Linked DNA regions of Zea mays: region 1 is linked to region 2. A link is a contact called in public Hi-C data. All regions are on one chromosome and are shown on one strand. The core of a region is the stretch at or near the end of the contact, and the rest is flanking DNA. Distances in the headings are between cores, read along the strand shown.

The links. A called contact is a pair of places that touch in the nucleus more often than the background predicts.
Region 1: a Hi-C map of bundle sheath shows a contact between it and region 2, with 4 times the contacts expected there. The contact joins the promoter of LOC100280674 here to the enhancer-like site in region 2. A contact is called at or near these places in 5 of 25 Hi-C or Micro-C datasets (bundle sheath, ear, endosperm and 2 more).

What each region holds. Positions count from the first base shown.
Region 1 is chr1:165,415,101-165,421,641 of Zm-B73-REFERENCE-NAM-5.0, forward strand. It overlaps LOC100280674 (cyclin-A2), which reads left to right and starts at 2,360. Exons shown (of 7, transcript NM_001408116.1): 1 at 2,360-3,276; 2 at 3,378-3,610; 3 at 3,702-3,854; 4 at 3,972-4,029; 5 at 4,106-4,255; 6 at 4,349-4,483; 7 at 4,580-5,005. The coding sequence starts at 2,782. The coding sequence ends at 4,651. It overlaps LOC103640487, which reads right to left and starts at 94. Exons shown (of 4, transcript XM_008663095.2): 1 at 37-94. The coding sequence starts at 94.
Region 2 is chr1:165,335,995-165,342,536 of Zm-B73-REFERENCE-NAM-5.0, forward strand. No RefSeq gene overlaps it. Among protein-coding and RNA genes, the nearest start is that of LOC103640487, 76 kb to the right of the region's middle. Within about 2 kb of position 4,562, at least 18 of the 20 cell types and tissues checked have an H3K27ac peak or open chromatin away from gene starts, as enhancers often do. A contact at or near this core is called in bundle sheath, ear, leaf and 1 more, where this site is marked.

The sequences.
Region 1 (6,541 bases), core at 1,110-3,609, 77 kb after region 2:
GGCACCGTAGGCCGTAGCTAGCTAGCTCGCACGCACGTCTCTGTCTCTCCACAGGAGACGGATCGCAGGTACATTCCGGGTCCGCAGAAAACATGCGTGCGAATACAGAGTACGTGTGAGGATCATGGAGTACATATCTGCACATGCATGCATCCGTTTCACTTTATTTTACTGGCGTGCCAATAAGATCTCCTCCATATATGTCGTCCTGGCGATACGATGCTAGCTTATCTGCAACAGTTCACATCGTCTTTAGTGGCTTCCTGACAAGCTGCCGTTGTCTACTGTTCGTTAACGTGACGGTGATGCTATCTCGTGTTGCTTCAATATTGGTTGCATGCATCAACCAAAATCAAACAGTTATTAGGGGTTGTTTGCCACTACTTTAGGTTCGAGCTTCAGCGTGAAATTGTGGTGCATAATATAAATTTAAATATGTTTTAAAAAATATTTTTAATATAAATAAGAAACAAAATAGTTTTTGTAAATGTCATCTACAAGTTTACGACTTCAGCTTCACGGTAATCTAAAGCTCCTAATTATCTCCTTCATCAATTTTACTAGATTTTATGAAGCTGAAACGATCCTAAACAAAACTGTATCATAAATATCTTATTTTATTATATTCATTTAGCCAAACCCGAGATTCTTTAACTTTGTAAGAAAGTTCAAAGTGGCTTAAAGGTTTGTGACAAAAGGAGTAAGAACATGTTGTCCTCGCTTATGAATAGAGTTTATGCACGTACTATTGGGAAACTATTGTCCTAATCGGCTCAGCACTCATAGATAGTTTAAGACTAAATAGTGAAAGATATATCACCGTCGCTTTATAAATAAAAAGGACATCGTTGTCAGATTTTAGAACTATTTATCCCTACTAGCTAGAATACAACCTACCACTATACTATGTATCACCATTGGGTTCTATTGCCAACCCGTTATGATTCCCTCATTACCGGATCCGAAGTTTATTTTGAACACATGCTCATATCTCTCTCACTTGTTCTTCTCTCTCCATATTTTATATATGTCCTCTCTATCCTGCTCTCGACCAGCTAGTCTCCTCTCTCTAGATTCTGCAGTCAAGCTTCCAATCTACAAGCCTCTCCACTATCCTCATCCCCTTATCTCACTAGGGATGTGGGGGTTGGTCTAGCGCAAGGGCACAAGCGAGAAAGAGGATAGGTAGAGCTATCGGCGTGAGGGTATGAGGGCACGATGGAGATCCCCACCGAGCAACGATGTCTTCGCATCACTTGGCGAGGCGGGTGAAGACCTAGCTCCCGAATTATCGAAATAGTGACTCGACGAGGTGGGCAGCAACCTAGCCCCCGAGCTATCGAAGTAGTGACTCGATGAGGCGGGCAACAGCCTAGGCCCCAAGCTGTCAAAGTAGTGACTCGGCAAGGCCGGTGAGGCGGGCAGCAGCCCAGCCCCCGAGCTGTCAAAGTAGTGACTCGATGGGGCAGGTAGTGGTCTAGCCCCGAGCCATCGGAGTGGTCGGCGAGCTTGATGTTTGATCATGTAACTTTGAGCATTGAACTTTGAAGATCCTTTTATGACTTACTTATGACCTGCATGTAGTTAAGGATATTTTTATGGCATGAAAAAAATGTAGGAAAATTGCTATGCAAGAAGGAGATTTGTTTGAGTTATGACGTAATAATTGAGTATGTGCTGTGGAGGCACAGCGAGAGTGTGTAACGCTGTTTATGAGAGCGAGAATTGTGTCTACACAAGTTTACTATTGTGTTTGGGGAAAAAATAAATATGAAAAAAGAAATATGGGTTAAAGGTTAATTGGATTGTTGCTGTTACATCTATCTTGATCAGACAACTAAAGTATCTTAGATAGATGAAGAATTACGAGGCCGAAGCACTGGTCCTCTCGTCAGGGAGGCGCTAGGGCCCAGGCTGGTGGCCAGGTAGCCTCGAGCCCACGGGGAACGTTGCCAGCTGGGAAAAAAATTTGGTGCAGCACTGCTGCAAACCAGAGTGGTTTGCAGCCTCTCACAAAAAGGTGGATGGACCCCACCTGCAGATCCACCAGATAACATTTTTGTTGCTGCGGGTGGGGTCTATCCTCTTTTTTGTGAGAAGCTGCAAACACTCTGATTTGCAGCAGTGCTGCACCAAATTTTTTTCCGCCAGCTGCTCTGCTCCTGTTCGTGCTCGGCCGGACTGCTCGTGCGCCGGCGACCGGGCGAGGCGTACGGGCTCCTACCGCCCGCTGGGCCACGTGGGCTCCCAAAAGGCCAAAGTGGCAGGACATTGTGGTGGCCCGCGCCTCGGATTTTCGGAAATATTTTTTCGCTAGCCGTCCCGCCTAATCACACACTGGCACACATTGACAGACCACCGTCAGGGCTGTCAGATGCTCTCGGTCCCCTCCCCCCCCCCCCCCCCCCCCCCCCACCACACACAAAATTTTAATCCCAGGGGCCGCGAAGGAAAAGAAAAAAAAACTGGTCCCCTCCGCCCTCCGCCGTACCACCGCGCCTCCGCATTTCGCATCAAGCCAGAGCGGGGGCAGAGGCGCCTCTCCCGCCGGAGACCCGAGCGAGAACCGCCGCTTCCCCCTCCTTCTCCTCATTTTGAAATCGCGTTTTGGCGGCCTATCTCCTCCGCACCGCGCACCATCTCTCCTCCGCTGCAACGCTACTTAACCGCCTCGATTTGCTCCCCATTTCCCCGTCCAGCCTAGATAGACCTGAGCCGAAACCCTAGGACCCCGCGCCTCCGCTTCCGCTTCCCCCTCTCCCGCAGCTGACGAGGCCGACGATGGGGGACAAGGAGAACGCACCTCCCTTGGGGGCCCGGGGCGCGGCGGCGCCCCGGCTCACGCGGGCCGCGGCCAAGCGAGCTGCGGCGGCGGCGGCGGCGGCGGAGGGTCCGGGCGACGCCAAGCGGCGGCGGGTGGCGCTCGGGGAGCTCCCGGCGCTCGCCAACAACGCCGGCCTCCGCGCGCCGTCCTGCCCCGTCAAGCCCTCGAAGCCTGCGTCCAGGCCCGGGAGGCACGCGAGGAATGTTGCGCCGGAGGCCCGCGGGCCCTCCTCCGCCCACGAGGCCGAGCGCTGCGCGTCCTCCCCGCCGCGCACCGCCGACGCCGACGCCGAGTCTAACTCCGTCTCCAACCCCGCGCCGCGCGCCACCGCCTACGCCGACTCCTGCGCTTCCTCCTCGCCGCCGCGCGCCGCCGCCGCCGGGGCGCCCGCCGACCCCCAGCTCTGCGGGTCCTACGCCTCCGACATCTACACCTACCTCCGCTCCCTGGAGGTACTCAGCTCCGTTCTTCTCCAACCCCTGGCATCTCCGCGGATTCGACATCTGCGCCGATCTGACGCTGGCTTGCTACGGATTTGGGGCTGCGGGTGCAGGTGGAGCCGCAGCGGCGGTCCAGACCCGATTACATCGAGGCGGTGCAGGCGGACGTTACGGCGCACATGCGCGGCATCCTCGTCGACTGGCTGGTCGAGGTCGCCGAGGAGTATAAGCTCGTCGCCGACACCCTGTACCTCGCCATCTCCTATGTGGATCGCTTCCTCTCCGTCAATGCGCTCGGCCGCGACAAGCTGCAGCTCCTTGGCGTCGCCTCCATGCTCATTGCTGCGTAAGTGCCACTTGCCATCCGCATTGTGTCATTTGCTTCTAATTCTAGGGCATTGCACAATTGGGGATTGATTTGGGTCCGGCGCTCACAGGAAGTATGAGGAGATCAGCCCGCCGCACCCGGAGGACTTTTGCTACATCACAGACAACACCTACACCAAAGAGGAGCTCCTCAAGATGGAGAGCGATATACTCAAGCTTCTCAAGTTCGAGTTGGGCAATCCTACCATTAAGACCTTCCTGAGGTGGCACGCTCACTGACCCACAAGTTCATAATTTCATGTAATTGCTTATTTCCATTTGACAGTGTTGGCTAATGGGTTATCTGCTACCACATATCTCTTTTGTTTTGCTGATTTCAGGCGGTTCACAAGATCTGCCCATGAAGACAAGAAGGTTGCTAACCCATTCTTATTTATGGTATCCAATTCTAACTGTTCTCTCTTCTTTCAACGTGCATTGATGTCTGATGTTTTTTTTTGCATCCCTGTTGCAGCGCTCCATCTTGTTAATGGAATTCTTGGGGAGCTACCTGGCTGAGTTGAGTCTACTGGATTATGGCTGTCTCCGATTCTTGCCATCAGTAGTTGCTGCTTCAGTTATGTTCGTTGCTAGGCTGACCATTGATCCAAATGCCAATCCTTGGGTAAGGAACCGAAGGATCTTATTGATGCATGCAAAGGACCGCCCTGTTTCTCAAAGCTCATTTATCCTGCATTTTTATATGTAATTATTATAGAACATGAAGCTGCAGAAGACGACAGGCTACAAAGTTTCTGAACTCAAGGATTGCATCGTAGCCATACGTGACTTGCAGCTCAACAGGAAATTTCCATCATTAACGGCAATTCGAGACAAGTACAAGCAACACAAGGTATACACACCTCCTAAAGTCTAGTGGTCTTCCTTATATATGAATGTTAATGTCGTAATGGCACTATGATGCTAACCCTGCAATCATTTGGAACAGTTCAAATGTGTGTCAACGCTTCTTCCCCCTGTTGTGGTCCCTACTTCATACTTTGAAGACTTAGCTGAGTAGCTGCTCTTGGACTGCACCACTGTGAGGCTAACAATCTGAGCTCTCCTTGAGCTCTTAGGGACGGGAGAATAACTGTGTTATGAGCTTCTTCTCAGTTAAGTAGGGTTCCAAAAGCTATTTAAGTGAGGTTCTTTAGGAATCGCAGCTGAGTTACTAGTAGTGAGGCCAGGCATTCTCTTGTTTTGTGAATTGTATTCTTTGTATGATATCCTAGTCACATCTTGCCTTGGTCTGTTGCCCACAATGTAATGTTTGATACGTTAGACCTTTCCGTCTGATTGATCTCAGTAACAAATTCTGTTACTCCATCCATCCAAAAAAGAATGCAATTCTAGCATAGTACCAAGTTAAAGTATCTTGAGTTTCACTAATTATATATATAAAAAATATCAATATTCATTAGATTTGCCGTGGTATATATTTCCATAGCATACCTATTTGGTGCCATAAACATTTTTTCAACTATATATAGTACATATTTGGTCAAACTTTAGGTACTTTAACAAAGAATGTGCCTAGAATTGCATTCGATTTGGGGGCGGAGGTAGTAGTACCTGTCAAGTGTGTGATATACCTAAAGGGACTTGTACAACTAGAACAATTTCAGTATTATGCTTATTTTGGACAGTGGTAAAATATAATATATGGTTGCCTATTTGTTGCAACTATTGTCTAAACCAAACCGATCATTGCTAATCCCTAATCATTAACACATGTAGATAACCTATGGTTGGAGCATCTTTTGAACCATGGCTAGAGATTTGTTGGTACTCATAATTTGATTCCATGGCGATATTAAATGTGAGCACTGACATCACAGATCGGTAGTTCAGGTAACCCCTGAAACATGGCAAGTGGACAAGATGCTGGTCTCAGAATCTCAGGTGTGGAACGCGGACGTTTGTTTGCTGCATGCAGCCCAACTACCTGCTTACCCTTCTGATGCCATCGTGCCAACATATATTTGTTCTGATAATATTGCGTACGCTGGTTTTGCCCAAGCTGGCAAATTACCATTTTGGAAATACATTTGGAGCAGTGTCTTGGGCCGTTGGCTGCATGCCTGAAGCGTGTTCCCTGTCAACATAACAAAAGTTTGCACAACTTGCTTCATGCCTCAGTGAAGTGAAGGTGCTGCTTTCATGAGGTTTCAATGATCTGTATTGTCACTTGCATTGTGTATGAGCCCTGAAAGCTTGCTTCTCGTTTACTTAGGCTATATGGCTAGCAGATCGTGCATATAGCTGTGCAAAAGACTGTTTTACACTGTAGACTGCATGGTTTAGTGTCTCTCTCTAGCAGCTCTCCTATCACATCTCTCCCTATTTGAAAGTTCACTCTATAAATTCTGTAAATCCTTTATTTTATACGTTTTTGCTGAAGATAACCTAGCAGAGTGAAATTTAAAATATAAGATTTGAACGGACAAGCCGTGAAAGATAGTCCTACAATAGCAACTGTGCAGCTGTAGCAAATGAGTAATTGCATTGAGATTCTGAGGCAATTACGTCCTGCTATTATTGCCTTACGGAGACATGTAATGAGATGGCATATTTGCCATGACAAATTTATTTGTTGCATACTTTCTTACTTCAGTTACTTGGTCCTAAAATAGTTGATGCTACAGGATATAAATTTTATTCCAGAACGGTTGTGATTCTAGCTTCTCAATGCGCATTTCATTTCCTAATATACCTTCCTTTTTCCACTTTTATCAGTGAAACTGTCTCTATTTTCATCCATCTCTCCTTGTTTTCTTTGCGCCGTACATTTTCTACTTCTAAAGTTTCCGTGTCTTAAAGCACCAGCTATTTTTTTTTATTTTGGGATGGAGCGAGAACACGCGATACAGTACTACACTACTACTTCTGTCGTGACAAATCTGTGTCG
Region 2 (6,542 bases), core at 3,312-5,811:
AATCGGTCGCCGACGGTGAGTCTGCCGCGCTGGCGGTCTGATCCGGTTCAGGCACTGTACCATGGGAGAGCTCCTTCAGATAGCCTGACAGACAAACTTGGAGCCAAGTTTTCTCTCGATTTCCAATGACCACTCATGCCAAGCTCTGCAGCAAAGTTGTAGAGCAATATGCGATCTACAACATTGCTATATGGTGTTGCTACAAAAAGCCATTAGATCATACTCGAAATTGGGCTTGAAGTTGATGTCAGTTCACTGTTAGTCTGATTTCAGACCTTTAGCAGTCTGACAGTCCAACTTCAGGCACATTTATCTCAGAATTCTTCATAACAACTATGCTCACACTCTTAAGCAAAGTTGTTCTTCTAGGTTAGGTCTATAACTTTGATGTGGTAGCCTAGGGCAAAAACCCTAGAGTTTAAAAGATACAAAGCTCCAAAGTTGAGCTTACACCCTGAAATTCAGACTTAGTATAGAACTCAATTGAGGTCTATTTTGCAATTAAGTCCAAAATCCAAGATTTGACTTAAAAATCCACACATTTGTGAACCAAATGACTTTATATGCTTTAACATTGTAGTTTTTACACTTTAGTCCAAATATGCACTGTTTTTGCACATAGGCCCCTAGGGTTTGGATTTAGGGTTTTCCAGGGTTCCAATGGGGGTTTTTGGTATCTCAGGGGTATAAATGTGATTCAAGTTCATTTTTGGGAACATTTTATGACTATTCCCCTAAGGCTTTTAGGTTTTCTCAATTTGGGTTATGTCTTACCCCTTTAATCCCTATTTAAGGTTGAGCTCCCTATCCAGGGTTCTATTTGCAGAATGCTATAACAATACAACTTGTTTGAAATTTTTACCTAGTGAATGCACTCTAGGTGTGTCAAACATATGCAATGCCAATGTTTATGATGCCATGCTCAAGTTTTAGTTACAGAAACACCAGGGGTGTTACAACTAATGCACCAGCCTACTTCATGAATCTAATGAACAATGTGTTTATGGAGTATCTTGATAAGTTCGTCGTGGTATTCATTGATGACATTCTGATTTATTCCAAGAATGATAGTGATCATGAGGAACATCTGCGATTGGTACTACAGATGTTAAGGGATAATCACTCTATGCTAAGTATAGCAAGTGTGAGTTCTAGCTTGACGAAGTACCATTTCTTGGACACATCATCTCCAATGGAGGAATCTCAGTGGATCCGGCTAAAGTGAGAGAGATAGTAGGATGGAAGATATTGAGTTCGATTACTGAGATCCTGAGTTTCCTGGGACTCGTAGGGTATTACTGACATTTTATTGAGGGATTCTCCAAGATAGCGAAGGCTATGACCTCACTATTGGAGAAGGGAAAGAGTTTAAGTGGACTCATGAATGTCAAGAGAGTTTCAATCAACTGAAGTTTAGATTGATGTCACCCCTAGTGTTGGTTATGCCAGATTTGTAGAAGGGATTTGATATATATTGTGATGCGTGCCGCTAGGGCTTGGGATGTTTTCTTATACAAGAAGGACACATCTTTGCCTATGTGTCTCGCTAGTTGTGGAAACATGAGTTGAACTACCCCACTCATGACTTAGAGCTGACAGCCGTAGTGCATGCTCTCAAGATTTGGAGGCATTATATAATGGGGACTAAGTGCCAAGTTTATACTGATCACAAGAGCTTTAAGTATATCTTCACTCAGAAAGATCTCAACCTTAGGCAACATCGTTGGTTGGAGCTCATCAAAGATCATGACTTGGAGATTCACTATCATCTAGGCAAGGCGAATCTAGTTGCAGATGTCTTGAGTCGGAAGGAGCATGTTCATGCAGTTATAGTTACCCATCTACCTGATGAGTTAGCAGAAGATTTTGAAAAGCTCAACCTGGGAATAATTGCTCACACAGAAGGAGTTACCATAGACGTGGAACCTACCTTAGAACAAGAAATACGTAAAGGTCAGGTTGGTGATGCCAAGATTCAAGAGATCAGAGATCTATGGTAGAGGGCAGAGGTTCGGACTTCATAGAGGATGATCAAGGCACAATCTGGTTCAAGAACAGGATATGTGTTCCTAAGATAGACATTCTCCATGAGACCATATTGAAGGAAGCTCATGACTCAGCCTACTCCATCCATCCTAGTAGTACCAAGATGTACCAGGATCTGAAGCAGAAGTATTGGTGGAATGGTCTAAAGAGAGATGTTGCTTCACATGTAGCATTGTGTGATGTTTGCTAGAGGGTGAAAGCTGAACATCAGATACCTGTCGGTTTGCTACACCCTCTTAAGATACCTGAATGGAAGTGGGAAGAAATCGGTATGGACTTCATCGTGGGTCTACCCCACACATCTACTGGGTATGACTCTATTTGGGTAATTGTGGACAGACTAACTAAGGTGGCCCACTTTATCCCAGTGAAGACCACATATTCGGATGCCAGGCTAGCAGAGTTGTACATGGAACGAATAGTTTTTCTACATGGAGTACCTAAGAAGATCGTGTCTGACCGAGGATCTCAGTTCACTTCTCGGTTTTGGCAGAAGCTGCATGAGTGCTTGGACACGAAGTTGAATTTCAACTCGGCCTACCATCCCCAAACTGATGGGTAGACCGAGAGAACCAACCAAGTACTAGAAGATATGTTAAGAGCCTATGCTCTTAAACATGGTGGCATTTGGGATAAGAGTTTTCCCTATGCAGAATTCTCTTACAATAATAGTTACCAGACCAGTTTGAAGATGTCCCTGTTTGAAGTTTTATATGGCAGAAAGTGTAGACCACCATTGTATTGGGATCAAACTGGTGAAAGGCAGTTCTTTGGGCTAGAAATTATACAAGAGGCAGAAGAACAAGTCCTATTGATAAGGGAGAACTTGAGAACTGTGTAGTCAAGGCAGAAAAGTTATGTAGATACCCGAAGAAGGCAGTTGGAGTTTAAGGAGGGTGATCACCTGTATCTGAAGGTGTCACCGATCCGGGGTATGAGGAGGTTTAAAGTAAAAGGGAAGTTGTCCCCTCATTTTATTAGACCCTTCAAGATCCTAAAGCGAGTGGGGAAGTTGCCTACCAACTGGAACTACCTGACCATCTAGCGGATGTACATGATGTCTTCCATGTATCCCAGTTGAAGAAGTGCCTCAGGGTACCAGAAGAGCAACTGTCTATAGAGGAGCTTAGTGTTCAAGATGATCTGACTTATATAGAGTACCCTATCAAGATCCTTGATACCTTGACTCATGTTACGAGCAATAAAGTGATTAAGATGTGCAAAGTACAATGGAGTCATTGCAGAGAGGATGAAGCTACCTGGGAGAAAGAAGAAGAACTACGAGTAGAATTTCCCCACTTTTTCCCTAGCTCATCTTAATCTCGAGGTCGAGATTCCTTTTAAGGGGGGGTAGGATTTGTAAAGCCCAAAATTTGTATGGAATAAAACTTCTATTTATGACAAGAGCCTTGGAATTTTTGGGAACCCATGTGACTAATTACCCTCTTTTCTCTTTTGCATATGTAAATAAAGAGATCAAATTGAACAAATTAAAGGTGCATTCATGCTGATATTTTTATGTGATGCATTTTATTTAAATAAATGAACCATAACTTAAATTTGAATTAAAATTATAAATAATATTATAAAACAGAAAATGAGTAAAAGAAAAAGAAAACGAAAAAACCCGCGCTGGGCCGCTCCCTTTGCCCACGGCCCAACTCGCGCGCAAATCCTCCCATCTCGGCCCATCCAAAGCCACGACCCGGCGTCATCCTGTGCGCGCGCACCACCCGGTGCTGTCTGCGCTGACTGAAATGCGGGCCCACTGGTCAGGCGCTTAAGTGCACTCGGCGTCGTGTGCCGACAACTCAGACCCACTCGTCGGTCTCACTCCTCCTACGCTAATGACGCATAGACCCGAGGCCACTATAGATCTTCCTATCACCGGGAGCGCGCTGGCGACGGACCGGCCCTGGCCGAAATCCTCGTGGGGGCCAGCTGGCGACGCAACCACCATCCCACCTCGGCTACAAAAGCGGACACCCCTGCCGCTCCTGCAGATGATCCCCTTCCGCCGTCGCACTAAGAGCCCAAAAGACATCGCCGCCGAGCGCCATTAATAGAGGAAAGCTGCCGCCGGTGAATCTCATCTATGCCAACGCCCCCGTCTTCGACGCACCGCCAAGCAGAATCACCTGGGCATAGGAAAGCCGTCCGTGCCCTTAGGGTGAATCAGGAGTCTTCGGGACGCGTGGAATTCCATGTCAGTTGGCCGGGAAGATCACCGCCGCGTGCATCGTGGCGGGCAGCTCCACCCTCACCGACATAGCGAGTAAGGACCTCTCCACTGGTTTTGCGCTCGCCTCCGCCCTGCGTAGGATCCATCTGTTATGATTTTGGGGCACTAGGGAACCGATCCGTAGTTCGTCGGTGGGAGCTCCACCGCGAGGGGCGAGGCTCGTCGCCCTGCTCTGACCTAGGGAGGAAGAATAGGTTTCAGACGTTGGATGCTCTTTGAACGGCGTTGATTGAATCCATGTATTTGGGGTGGTTGTTGCATCTACGTCGTTGGTTCGTGCAGGGACGACTGTGATTAAACCGAGCATACCGTTTCAGCTGGATCAGTCTGGTGCGTCCGATCTTGATCCAGTGGATGCAGAACGATCTCAATATTTAAAGCCTGCGCCATTGGATTAGAATCCGATGGCTTCCCTCGCGTGTCACTTTAGTGTGAGCGTGGTTCTAATCTGGCGCGTAGATTATTGATCGGGCGGCTCAGAACAACATATACCCTTTCGTTCTGACATATTAGCAAAAGAGACCCTACGTTTCTTGTTTAAAAATCCGTAGTCTAGGTCTGTGACAAGATCATTACGCAGAGGCCCCGAATTTTGCAGATTAAACCCTGTAGAACTCTAGATTATTGTGTGCAGTCCAGTTAGGAAATAAAATGGGATATAATAATAAAGAAAGTGATTTTCTAGTATAAAAATACTTCTAGGACTTGTTTAATCCATAAGTAATCCATTTTAATTCCTTTTTAATCCATTCCAGTTGCATTAATTTTTAATTAATATTGTTTATCACTTGGTAACTCTGTTTTATCATGAAACAGAGACTAAAATCATCCACTTAATTTATTCTATATCAAACACTTAAAACTTCGGAAAATCATAACTCTTTAACCGTAACTTCGAATTTAGCGATTCTTGAACTTACGATCTCATTACGATGCATGAAATATTAATATGTAGTAGGTACTCATGTTTGGTGTAATGTTAATTTCTCATGTACCATGTTTCTTTGTATTGTTGCGAGTATACGAGTAAGCCACTGAGGACCTAGGTGCCTAGCAGGTGGAAAATACTGAGCAGGAGACCGTTGAAGGGAAGTTGTGCCCTTGATCACTTTCTATTTACCCAATAATGTTCATGTTAATCATTATGATCTGCATAGGTTAATTTTGATGAGACCCAATAGGTCACCCCAGTTTGGCAATACCTTGTTTACCACTGAACTTTTGGGAAGTACCTGCTATTGATTTATGTGGTTTTGGGTGTTAAGATACACATTATTCATGGTCATGCTTTTATTACAAATGTGTTATTTACTGTTCATGACAAGATCATTATGTTAATTGGAACATGGAGCGACCACCTGGGAAAACAGTGCTACCACAAGGGTGGTATGAGACGCCCTTGACTGACTAATTAGGAAAGCTAGTGGAGAACTACCTTACCTGAAAGGGGCAAGGGCAGTAGGGGAGTGGTTTGTATAGGGAGGTTCTCGGGTTGATTTTGATGTGATGGCTTTTCAGACGGGGGATTCCTATACTGTGCTCCCTAGAAACTATAGTGGGTTTTCTAAAGCTAGTGGAACTTTGTAAAGGCCTCATAGTGTTGCCCTGCCTCACTTCCTTGGTAGAGGTGTATGGGGTCCGATCAACCCCATGGAAAATGGGTAACACGACTTGTGGGTAAAGATGTGCAACCTCTGCAGAGTGTAAAACTGGTATATCAGTCGTGCTCACGGTCATGAGCGGCTCGAACCCTCACATGAGTAACTTATGGAATTAAATTTTATTGGTCATTTGCATCACATTGTGGTTTATTTATTAATTGTGATCTCTCATTATTTTGGTTGGTATTTACTTATACTTAGTAACTGCTAATAAAATTTGACCAACTTATTAAAAGCAATGCTCAACTTTAACCATTATTTGTTGATCAGCCTTACACTTCACATGAGCTCCCACCTTTGGTGAGTTCATGCACATTATTCCCCACAACTTGTTGAGCTATGATATTTTGTGAGCTCACCCTTGCAATATATAAATCCCCCCACAGGAGAAGAACAGGTAGCCCAGGAGGAGGTCTAGTACAAGGAGTACGAGCTTGTCTTTGTGGCGTCTCGCAGTCAGCTTGATGGCGCCAAGGAATAATTATTTGTTTTCTTTATTGTTATCATTTATTTTTGTAAGACACTTCCACTATGTAATAATGGTTGTGACATTTATCGCTATACACTTGGTCATTATATGTGTTGTTCTTCTT